Regions from separate parts of the Vulpes vulpes genome. Here region 2 is linked to region 1. The links are chromatin contacts, called in public Hi-C maps. All regions are on one chromosome and are shown on one strand. Each heading gives the region's core, a stretch centred on a gene start, on an enhancer-like site or on the middle of the called end of the contact. The rest is flanking DNA. Distances are from core to core; before and after follow the strand shown. Region 1 holds the start of SIRT1 (sirtuin 1). Region 2 holds the start of HERC4 (HECT and RLD domain containing E3 ubiquitin protein ligase 4).

Region 1 (5,904 bases), core at 1,282-3,781:
AGACCTTCCGTAGAAACACAAGCTGACACTAAATCTCAAGAAGCACCTAAAAACCTCATCAAGGTATAAGGGTACAGAAAACTGTATTTTTAATTGACATAAAAAAATTCAAAAAAGAAAAAGACATTATTCTCTAATGCTCTGAAACCGTACCTATCCGGGGCCTTGGAGTCCAGTCACTAGAGCTTGCATGTGAGGCTCTATCATCCTCATCACTTTCACAGGAATGAAAACCGTTGGTGATTATTTCATCATCAAACAGAAGGTTATCTGCAAAAGAAACCAAAGTAACTAAAGGCTGATGAAACAATCTGCCTCTAAAATCTATACAAATCTGGGTACCCCGGGTGGCTCAGCGGTTTAGCGCCACCTTCAGCCCAGGGCGTGATCCTGGAGACCCGGGATGGAGTCCCACGTCGGGCTCCCTGCAAGGAGCCCGCTTCTCCCTCTGCCTGTGTCTCTGCCTCTCTCTCTCTGTCTCTCATGAATACATAAATAAAATCCTTAAAGATAAAATAAAGTGTATACAAATCTGTAACAGTTATGATGCAATGACTTTCAATGAATAAACCACTGAACATTCATTCATAGTACCTAGGTTAAAAACCGCCTACTGGGTCAGCTTGCACCATTCTAAGAGCCATATATCCTCATCTTTACACATTCTGCACAGAATCTTAAAACTTTCAGCTCATGAAAATCTAGAAATAAGTTAGGTTTACTTAATCAAAACACAGAGTAGTAATCTAAACTGAACTTATTGATCACAAGTAATGGGAATTCATGAAACTGGTCAAAAATGTAACAGAAATCGTTCAAATTCATGACAATTATTTGCCCTTCTCTTACATAATACTAGACTTCCAAAGATATATTTGCATTATTCGTTTCCCATATTAAACTGTTTACAGAAATCAGTAAGTGATTTACTAATCAAGAACTTAATGCACTTCTATGATCAAGAACTTAATGCACTTCTATGATCAATCTGGAGCACCAGATTGAATTTACTGGTAAAGACGAACATCCACGACAGAAACTCCTCAGACTAAAAAATACGAAAACTCTCAAAGATGCATCTGCACACATCTGCTTTAACATAACAACAACAACAAAATCAGTTTGTGTTTCAGGGTTATCAGATACGCACATACACGCAAAATTATATCTAATCTAAAAAACATTCTAAGTATATATAATTAGGAAAAAAAGTACTACTGGGGCGCCTGGATGGCTCAGTTGGTTGAGAGTCCACCTCTGGCTCAGGTCATGATCCCGGGGTCCTGGGATCAGGTCCCCATCATGCTCCCCGCAGAGAATCTGCTTTTCCCTCTATGTCTCTGCCTCTCTATCTCTCTCATGAATAAACACAATCTTATATTTTAAAAAAAAGAAAAGAAAAAAGCCTACTTAACTAGTCAAAGTACTATCACTCTCCCTATACGCAGCATTAATTGCAACATTTCAGAAATTGAGCGATGCTTCTCAAATTTTGTGGGTTATGACTTTAGAAATAGCTTTGCTCCTCAAAATTTAAAAATAAAGGCCCTCAAAAAAAAAAAAAAGCCGTGAATTGCACAGGTGTATCAGTTTGCAAAGACAACTGCAAAAGGTTGATGAAAAGGGACGGGCAAAAGTTGCAGACTTAACGTGTGCAAGGAAGCGGGGGTACGGAAAAGCGAAAGATGTTAAACAAAGGCAATAAGCTAAGAGTAGGAGGAGAGAGAAACTTACTTTAAAACCAACTGCGGGAGCTTCGCGGCCCGGCGGCTGCGCAAAACGCAAAGCCGCGCAGGCGGGCGGCGGAGGGAGGGAAAAAGGGAGCGGAGGGAGGGGGTGCGCGGGCCGCTCCCGCAGCCCGGCCGGCAGCCGGGGAGGAGCGCAGCCGAGGCCCGCGGTGGGAAGGGGGCGCCGCAGGCCAGACCTGAGCCCCCAGCCGGCCCCCCGGAGCCCCCAAAGCCCTACACCACAAGGGGCCCCGAGAGAGGGAGGAGGGGATGCGCAGTCCCAGCCGCCCGCGCCCTGCGCACCTCGGTACCCAATCGCCGCCGCCGCCGCCTCTTCCTCCTCTTCGCCCTCGTCGTCGTCGTCGTCGTCGTAGAAGTCGTCGGCCGGCGGCGGCTCGCGGGAGAGGCCCTGTAGGCCCGGCCCATTGTCTCCTTCTCCGGCCGCCGCCGCCGCCGCCGCCGCCGCCTGGGCCTCCCGCTCGCCGCCCGCCGCCGCCTCCCGCCACAGCGCCGCGGCCGCCGCGGGGCAGCCCCCGGTCGCCGCCGGCACCTCCCGCTCAGGGGCCGCCCCGCCGGGCTCGCCCGGGCTCCGCCCCAGGCCCGGACAGTCTCTCCGCGGCCTCTTGCGGAGTGGCTCCCCGGCGGGCGGCGACGCGGCCTCCCTCTCGGCCGCCACCGCCGAGGGGGAGCCGCTGGGCTGAAGGGCGAGCGCCGCCTCGTCCGCCATCTTCCAACTGCCTCTCTGGCCCTCCTCCCTCGCCTCCTCTGCTCCCGCTCGACTCGCGGCACTGGCGCCCCCGCGGCTCCGGCTGCGGGAGATTTAAACCCCGTCACGTGACCCGGCCTCGTCGCCCCCGCCCTCCCGCCGCTCCCGCCACCCACGCGGGCCGGACCACAACACGGCGGGTCACGTGGCGGGCGGAGGCGGCGTGGGCTGGGAGGAAGCGCGGCCCCACCCCTCTGCGGCAGGCGCGTCCAGCCGCCGCGCTCGCCCGGCTCCCGGCTGCTTTTCGAAACCGGCCTCGCGTCGCTGTCGCCCGGCCGGCCCAAGTTTTTGGTTCACCCTGCGAGTTTCCACTGAAGTCTGAGGCGCACGGCTTGCTTGCTTTAGTCTTTTCTAGGTTTAAGGTAAAGGGTTAAAACTTAGTTCCTGAGACACGGTGAGGAATGAAGCTGGCCAAGGCCGAGCTTCGCACGCTGGATAGTCGCGTCCACCAGCGTGAGTAGAGGATAAAAGAGTTCACTCCTCATCCTCACACCAGTGGACAGCGCCTCTTGGCTCCTTTTCCTACTTCTTGCTCCTGTCTCTAGCTGACTGCCCCCCCCCCCCATCACTTGATCACTTGTAGGGTGGTGTAAATTGTCATCCTTAAAGGCATGTGTTCCCCCTGAAAACCCCTGACCTGGGGCGCTGGGGATCAGCCTGTTTGTTTTCTGGCACCACCTGGGCTGCAAAGGTGTCTTGAATTCCTTCTGAACGCATCGGGTCAAGTGGGCCATTCGCAAAGAGCAGGATGAACATGACTTGGCGGGTCTACGCTTGGGACTTTGGGTTGGAATTTGAGATTCTCACCTACTAGCATGAGCAATTTAGCCTTTCTATAGGCAATGTTCTCATCTTTAAAATGGTAACATTTGTAGGGTTGTAAGACCTATACTGATAAGCTATAAGATAGATGTAAAGTGAGGACTACCTAGTAGCTCAAAAATACCAGTCCCTGAATGAATGAATGAATGAATGAATGAATGAATGAATGAAGTTCCTTGCATACTAGAAGCCCTTCTACTTTCCACTTTCCTGAAATTCCAGAGCACTGTCACTCTACATCTAGCCTTAACTAAAGACTCCAATAATACATGGCAGATCTAGAGCCAATATTTGGTAGGGCATCTACCACCTGTGCAGTGTGGCGTTAGAACTATCTAAAGGAAAAAAAAAAGGGGGGGGGATCCCTGGGTGGCTAAGTGGTTTAGCGCCTGCCTTCTGCCCAGGGTATGTGATCCTGGGGCCCGGGAATCGAGTCCTGCATCGGGCTCCCTGCATGGAGCCTGCTTCTCCCTCTGCCTGTCTCTGCGCCCCCACCCCCACCCCCCCCACCCCTCTCTCTCTATCATGAATGAATAAATAAAACCTTTTTTAAAAATTAAAAAAAAAACTGCCTAAAGGACCTCTCCAAGTTTATAGTAAACCAGGGGGCCTGCCTATACTGAGCCAATTGTGAAAATTTAGGCAAGCAACTTATTTCCTTTCTTAAAAAAAAAAAAAATATATATATATATATATATATATTACTTATTTAGAGAGGGCGTGTGCTTAAGGGAGCAGAGCAGGGCCAGCAACAGAGGGAGAGTGAAAAGCAGGTTCCCTGCTGAGCAGGGAGCCCAACAGGAAGCTAGATCCCAGGACCCTGGAATCATGACCTGAGCCACCGAGGGCACCCTGTTTCTTCATTCTTTAAAAAAAAAAAGAAAAGAAAAAAAGAATGTTGGAAATGTATCTCTAAGGTCCCATCCAAATCCAAAAGTTGGGGATGCCTGGGTAGTTTGGTTAAGCCTCTGACTCTTGGTTTCTGCTCAGGTCTTGATTTCAGGGTAGTGAGATGCAGCCAGCCCTACCTGGGGCTCCCCACTCCGTTGGAGGCGGCTTGAGATTCTCTTCCTCTGCCCCTTCCTAGCTCACTGGTGCTGGTGCTCACATATGTGCTTGCTTGTGCTCTCTCTCCCTCCCTAAAATAAATAAATCTTTAAATAAATGAATTTTTAAAAAATCTTTAAATCCAAAAGATTTAAAGATTGCACTTCAAGGGATCCCTGGGTGGCGCAGCGGTTTGGCGCCTGCCTTTGGCCCAGGGCGTGATCCTGGAGACCCGGGATCGAATCCCACGTCGGGCTCCCGGTGCATGGAGCCTGCTTCTCCCTCTGCCTGTGTCTCTGCCTCTCTCTCTCTCTGTGACTATCATAAATAAATAAAAATTAAAAAAAAAAAAAAAAGATTGCACTTCAAATTAAACTGAGAAACTGGGATCCTGGGTAGCGCAGCGGTTTGGCGCCTGCCTTTGGCCCAGGGCGCGATCCTGGAGACCCGGAATCGAATCCCACCTCGGGCTCCTGGTGCATGGAGCCTGCTTCTCCCTCTGCCTGTGTCTCTGCCTCTCTCTCTCTCTCTCTCTGTGTGTGACTATCATGAATAAATAAATAAAATCTTAAAAAAAAATGCCTATTAAATAAATAAATAAATAAATAAATAAATAAATAAATAAATAAAAATAAACTGAGAAACTTTCCATACTAGTCACTTTTCATTTCCAACAGTGATCCCTTTTGTTCTTGAAGCCCTGGAATCATATTTGAAGTGTTCCTTCAGATTGATGCCTTCTAACCAATTGGTGACTGAATCTTGTTGCCCTTCCTTCCCTCCAACATTCTCCCCAATTCCTAACTACATAGGCACCTCACCATTCCTGGCTAATACTCTTCAGTACATGTTCTCTCCTCTACTTTCTCTTCCTTACCTATAAAATATTTCATAAATTGATTCTCAACCACATTGGTGGGAATGTAATATATGAAATGTTTAGAGTCAGTATCCCATCAAAATTGGGAGAAAATTCGGGGTACTTGGCTGGCTCAGTTAACAGAGCAAGTAACTCTTAATCTTGGGATTTTTTTTTTTTTTTTAGATTTTATTTATTTATCCATGAGAGATACACAGAAAGAGAGGCAGAGACATAGGCAGAGGGAGACACAGACTCCCTGCAGGGAGCCTGATGTGGGACTCAATCATGGGACCCCGGGATCACACCCTGAGCTAAGGCAGATGCTCAACTGCTGAGCCACCCAGTCATTCCTAATCTTGAGGTTCTGAGTTTAAGCCCCAGCTTGGGTGTAGAGATTACTTAACAACAAGAACAACAAAAACCTACTAAATAAAACAGTTTATGTTTAAAAAAATTGAGAGAGTGCCCCCCGGGTGGCTCAGGTCATGATCCCAGGGTCCTGAGATCTAGCCGCATATCAGGCTCCCTGCTCAGTGGAGCTCTGCTCCCTGCTCTTGCTCTTTCTAGCTATCTCTGTCTCTCTCTCTCTCAAATAAATAAATAAAATATCTAAAAAAATAAAATAGACATTTGACTATCCAAAAATTTAAAATATATTCAAATTTATTAGAAGTCAGAGA
Region 2 (6,107 bases), core at 2,587-5,086, 190 kb before region 1:
TAAAAAGGTTGTGATAATTTATGCTACCAATACTATTAATAAATTAATTCAATAATTTTTTTGAGTATTTGCTGTGGATTAGGAACTGTTCAAGATACTTAGAATAGAGCACTGAGTAAAACAGACAAAATTCCTGCCTTTATTGAGTTTTCATTGCAGTGGAGGAGACAAAAGTTATATATCTATCTATATAACACAGCTGACCCTTGAACAATGTAGGGGTTACGGATCACCTGCAGAATCCATGTATAACTTCTGACTTCCCCAAATACTTAATTACTAGCCTACTGTTGACCAGAAGCCTTACCAATAACATCAACAATTGATTAACACATATTTTGTATGTTATATGTACTATATTCTGTATTCCTACAATAAAGTAAGCTATGGAAAAGAAAATTTAAAAAGTAAAAAGTCATAAGGAAAATATATTTACAGTACATTATCATGAGGAATTCATGTAAGTGGACTCATGCAGTTCAAACTTGTGCTATTCAAGGCAAGCTGTATATATAGATTGTATATAATTGATTATTTTAAAAGATATCAATATATGACATACAATATAATAAATATTATACATTTATGTATTTTTTTTAATAATTTTTATTTATTTATGATAGTCACACAGAGAGAGAGAGAGAGAGGCAGAGACATAGGCAGAGGGAGAAACAGGCTCCATGCACCGGGAGCCCGACGTGGGATTCGATCCCGGGTCTCCAGGATCGCGCCCTGGGCCAAAGGCAGGCGCCAAACCGCTGCGCCACCCAGGGATCCCTACATTTATGTATTATACAATAGAATATAAGGTAGTGATCATGGATATGAAATAAAATAAAGCATGGTAAGATTCTAGAGAGTTGGGGGTAGTATATGGATAGGATGGTCAGGGTAGTATATGGATAGGATGGTCAAGGAAGACTAGAGAAATGACCAGTAGAGACATAAATGGAAGTGAGGTGAGATCCAGTGCAAGCAGTGTGTCTGGATGGAAAGGAAAAAAGGGTAGAGTGTGACAGAATGAATATCTATTTTAGTGGTCTTTCAACAGTCTGGGCATTATTATTATTATTATTATTATTATTATTATTAATGAAAATAACACAATAAGTAAAAGGTATTTTACATTTCTTCTAAATTAAAATTACATCATTATTGGTGAGATGAAATGCTAAATAGCTAATATCTTCTAAACACTTGCCAGGTACAGTGCACTGTACATGTTACCTTATTAAATCCTCACAACCCAGTGAAATATGGATCATCAACATTCCCCACCTATAGAAATTGTGATTGAGAGGTAATTTTCTGTAAAACAGACCATTAATAAATGTCTTTAGGTATCTTTGAGAAGATGGACAGAAGTCTGAGATGGTCTGTAGCCTCAGGCTCTGAATCCATAGAAACCAGCACCAGAAGCCATACTCATTTATCTAATGCTGCTTTTATACAACAAATTTACATTATCCAAACTACCCTCTGAACCGACACCTGTCTTAACTTAAAGGTTGTTTTCTAAGTTCTTGCACCATAGTTTCATAGGTTTATAAGGTTAAAACAAATATCTAGAAATGTCCTTTCCACTTTCTAACAAGCAAGACTCATCTTTAGAAATATTCCAAAGATGCATTCATATGGCAGGGATAGCTGTCCACTAATTCATGCTTTCTCTTCCATAGTTTAAAGGAGCACCTGGCAGGGTGCCTGGGTGGCTCAGTCAGTTAAGCATCTGCCTTCAGCTCAGGTCAAGATCAGGGTCCTGGGACTGAGCACCGCACTGGGCTCCCTGCTCGATGGGTAGCTTGCTTTTCTCTCTCCACTGCTTGTGCTCTTGCATTCTCTCTCTCTCAAATAAATAAATAAATAAATAAATAAGATCTTAAAAAAAAAAAGAAGAAGTACCTGGGAACTCAGACTGTAGTGTTTCCCAGGTCCTTTGTATCTAGGTATGTGGTTCTTGCAAATGTTATTGGTGCAGAAGTGGTATGTGGCATCTCCCCAACAAGGGTTTTTTCTAAAAATTTTTTTTAAGATTTATTTATTTATTTATGATAGACATAGAGAGAAAGAGAGGCAGAGATACAGGAGGAGGGAGAAGCAGGCTCCATGCCGGGAGCCCGACGCGGGACCCGATCCCGGGACTCCAGGATCTTGCCCTGGGCCAAAGGCAGGCGCCAAACCGCTGAGCCACCCAGGGATCCCCCCAACAAGCGTTTTAAGGAGCTCCCTGTGCCTCCATCTCCCAAGGTTCCTAGAAATCAGCTTCATCACTCATTAGGAACACTCAATTGGGCTGTTAAAATATAAAATAAAATATACTTCCATTATATTAAGCCACTCAAGTTTTAGTGTTTATTTGTTGCAATGTCAAGTACACACCTTAAAGATATCAGATCCCACAATTTCCCCCTTTAATGATATATTGAGACATCAAATCCTTTAGGTAAAAAGACAACAAAAGTCCAGGGCAATGAAGTTATCAAAATAAAAACATATGTTTTTGTTAGTATCCCACCACTCCCAATATGGAAATTATGCCTTCTTTACTTAAGTATCTTGACATTTTTATGCTTGTTTCTATAATACATTGTTGTGGGTTGAATTGAATCCCCCAAAGATATGCTTCACTCTAAATTCTAGTACCTGAAAATGTGACCTTATTTGGAAAGAGGGTCTTTGCAGATGTAATTCAGTTAAAAAGAGGTCATAATGGATCAGGGTGGACCTTAACCCAATGAATGGTGTCCTTATAAAAGGGAAATTTGGACATGGACACACCAGGAAGAACATCATACAGAGATGGAGGCAGAGATTAGAGTGATGCATGGACAAATGAAGAAATACCAAAGATTGTCAGCAACCCCCAGAAGTTAAAAATGTATGGAGAGTATTCTCCTGGGAGACCTCAAGAGAGAACCAATCCTGCTGCCACACTGATTGCCAACTTCCAGTCTCCATAACTGTGAGACAGCAAATCTGTTTTAATTCATCCAATTAATGATACTTTGTTATGGCAGCTGTGAGAAGATAATACACATACACATTCTAGCACAGACATTTCCTAATCTGAAATTGATTTTTCAATGAAATAAAGAAACATGGTTTATTGAGGAAAGCTTCCTGAGTTCTCAACATTCACTCTGATGTCACAGGTTCTAGCAAAGTCTAGCAAAATTTCAGGAGTACCTTGTTTCAAGTTTTCCTCATTTTTAACAGATTGTTATGAACACTGCCCGAGGAAAGCCAGATTCCGTTTTTATGAAGCAAGGACTCCAGTCACATGCATGCACTGCTTAATTTTCTCTGAATGAAGGAGGCCCTGCACTGTGTAGTGTATCTTTCAGGCAGAGCGCAGAAAGCGATGGCAGCCATCACACCAGGAGCCTGAACTGGTGGTGCAGATACATTTGCCAGCTGGTTCAGTCATCGCTATGAATATACCTGGCATCCTCAGATTAGCTCCCGTTGAGGCTAAGCGTATAAGAAAAGGTTTCACCCGTCTTTGTATTCGGATTTGTGATGTGTATCTGCCACTCCAAATTCTCTTTGTAAAAAGGAAGCATGAACTAATAGACTGGAGCCTCTAGGGAGAAAGCCAAACCAGCAAACGGAGAGATTTTTCTTCACCAAAATGCCATTCAGCGCGCAGAACCTTTGTTACAAGACACGCAAAACACTCCCAACCGCCGTGGCCAACTCCAACTTCTGTATTTGGCATTTTCCTCCAAGCAACGCAAAGCGGCAACACTGCGCAGGCGCGCGAGTCGAGGTGCCCTGGGAGGATTCCAGCGCAGGCGCGTGGACCGGGAAGTGGGCGGGCTCGTGCGCGTGCTCCGTAGCTCACTTCCGGCCTGCCCCTCCCCCTCCCCGCGTACCTACCTTCCCCCTTTCCCTTCTCCTCCCCAGTCTCTTCCCCAACTCTCCCCACCCCTCGCGCTCTCCGCCCCGCTTGCCGCCTGTCCCTCCCCGCCCGCTCCATCCGGGTCGCTGACGGCTGTCTCTGGACTGGACAGCGGCGGCTGCTGTTTTTCTCTAGGTACCCGGTAAAGTTTCACAGGAGCCGAGGAGGGGAGCCGCGGAGCAGCAGCACGGACGCGGGAGGAGCTCTGGTGTTCGCCGCCGGCGGCTGAAGGAGGAAGGTCCAGGAGCTGGAGACTTGCCTCAGCTGCCGCGCTGCCTCACTCTCTGGGGAGACGCCGCCCCCCGTCGCCCTGGGCTTCCCCTGCCGTGAGGGGCTGGGTGAGTCGTTGCCCCGGTGGGTTCGGGGGCGTGTGACGGCGTTAGGGAGGGGGCAGGCCGGGCCGGGCGGATACAGGCCGGCTTGGCGCTGGGTGCTTTCTCAGCGCTTCTTCAGGGTGGGGGGCGGGGGGCGCGGACGGCGGGGGATCTCGGGCCGGGGGGCTGGAATGTCGCACCTCCTTGGGGAAGGGCCTACCTCGGATTGAGGGCCGCCGAACTGCGGACCCTGTCGGTGGCCTCTGCGGCTGCTGCGAGCGGGCGGCTGCCGTGGTTGGCCGGTCGGCCCGCGGGGCTGGGTGTGTACGGACGATTTCTCTCTCCTGGTTCCCGTGAGCTGATCCGAGTGCCTGTTCCGGGGATGATGGGAATAAAGTGCTTCTCATTCCCCTACCTGTTGCTAGCGAGAGGACGCCTTTTTCATATCTTCTGACTTTTTAAAAGAAAAGGATGATTAACCCTCATGCGCTAAAATATTTGAGGTATTTTTCTATCCTCTGTTCTTAAAAAAAAAAAAAAAAAAAAAAGGTTAGACAATGCAGAACTCTTAGGAACCATCGAGTTCCGATGTCCCAAAAGAATAAAACCAAACTTTTCTGAATGGATAGGTCACGGAATGGACAGCTTTGGTAATAGCTAGCCCGAACGTAGGAAAGTTGGATTTTGAAACTTCTCAGGTTCTGTGTAAGGAATGTGGGTGACTACAGCGGGAATAAGGCTGACTTCCTGTAATTGTTATTTAGTAACGTGATGTGTTTAAAAATCTGTGTGGGTTTGCATGAAATGGACTCTTTGATAGGCATCTTTACAAGGGAAGAAATCTTCAGTGTACTGGAAAGTTCTACAGATTTCGCCACCAGACTATTAATGTCCCATCCCCCCATTCCTGTTCTTGAAAAATCGGCAGTACTGGGGTTATTTGCAGTTTTTTTTTTTTTTTTTCCCGTTTCCAAATACTTGTCTCAGAGGTGTAGATAGATACAGATTGCCCACGGGAAATATTTTTCAGTCACAGTTACCATTCGTAATAGAAAATGTTGAATTGGGGAGAGCATCTTGATATTTAAACCGCGTATTTTCTTTTGTGAGTATGTATTATGTAGGTTTAGTTTTAAAATTAAGTGGTGAGGTCGGAGTATTACTATTTTGATCTGTAAAATGTCTTGGGAGGCGATTGTCTTAAGATTGAGGTTTGAAGAGAGAACCGTGCTGTTCTATAGGGCTTGTTAGTGTGAATAATTGGAAGATTATTTAAATTGTGGGAAGTTTAAAGTTTCCATTATTGGTTTTATTTCTGTTACAAATAACTTCAGTTTGCTGATGCAGAGGTGGGTATTTAAAGGCTTAATTATGTTAGGCTTTGAGGGGGATTGCAGGGTTTTGTTTGTGTAGTTGGCACAGTTTTTCACTGTGTATATATTGATTTGGGGGTAGTGGGTAGATGTTTTATTTCTTAGAATGAAATGATTTCACAAGGTAGCAACTCTAGTAATAGGTTTTAAATTTTGCAAAGAATTGTGGAGAGAATTTTTTTTGTAAATGATTCTATATATTTCTAAAAATACAGTTGTTTGGTTTCTGAAACCGGATGATACTTAATGTAGCATCTGATAAAATAGGTTCCATGTTTACTATGTAGTAATTACTGTAGCATAGCACTTGAGAGAATAATTATATGTGTTTTCCTTGAAGTCATATTAACTTTTTTTGTATCTCTTCAGACATAGGGATACCTCCAACTTTCCAGTGTTTCAGAAGGAAGGTTTTTATTGAAACTGGAAGACCAAAAGAATTACAAACATGTTGTGCTGGGGAAATGCATCTTTTGGACAGCTAGGTTTGGGTGGAATTGATGAAGAAATTGTGCTAGA

The links. Hi-C and Micro-C count contacts between places; a contact is called where the count stands out from the background.
Region 2: a contact with region 1 is called in a Hi-C map of skeletal muscle, with 5 times the contacts expected there. The contact joins the promoter of HERC4 here to the promoter of SIRT1 in region 1. A contact is called at or near these places in 2 of 3 Hi-C or Micro-C datasets (both in skeletal muscle).

What each region holds. Positions count from the first base shown.
Region 1 is chr4:78,772,714-78,778,617 of VulVul3, reverse strand. SIRT1 (sirtuin 1) reads right to left here and starts at 2,531. Exons shown (of 10, transcript XM_072756149.1): 1 at 2,031-2,531; 2 at 154-270. The coding sequence starts at 2,454.
Region 2 is chr4:78,966,245-78,972,351 of VulVul3, reverse strand. HERC4 (HECT and RLD domain containing E3 ubiquitin protein ligase 4) reads left to right here and starts at 3,836. Exons shown (of 25, transcript XR_012001097.1): 1 at 3,836-4,239; 2 at 5,958-6,107.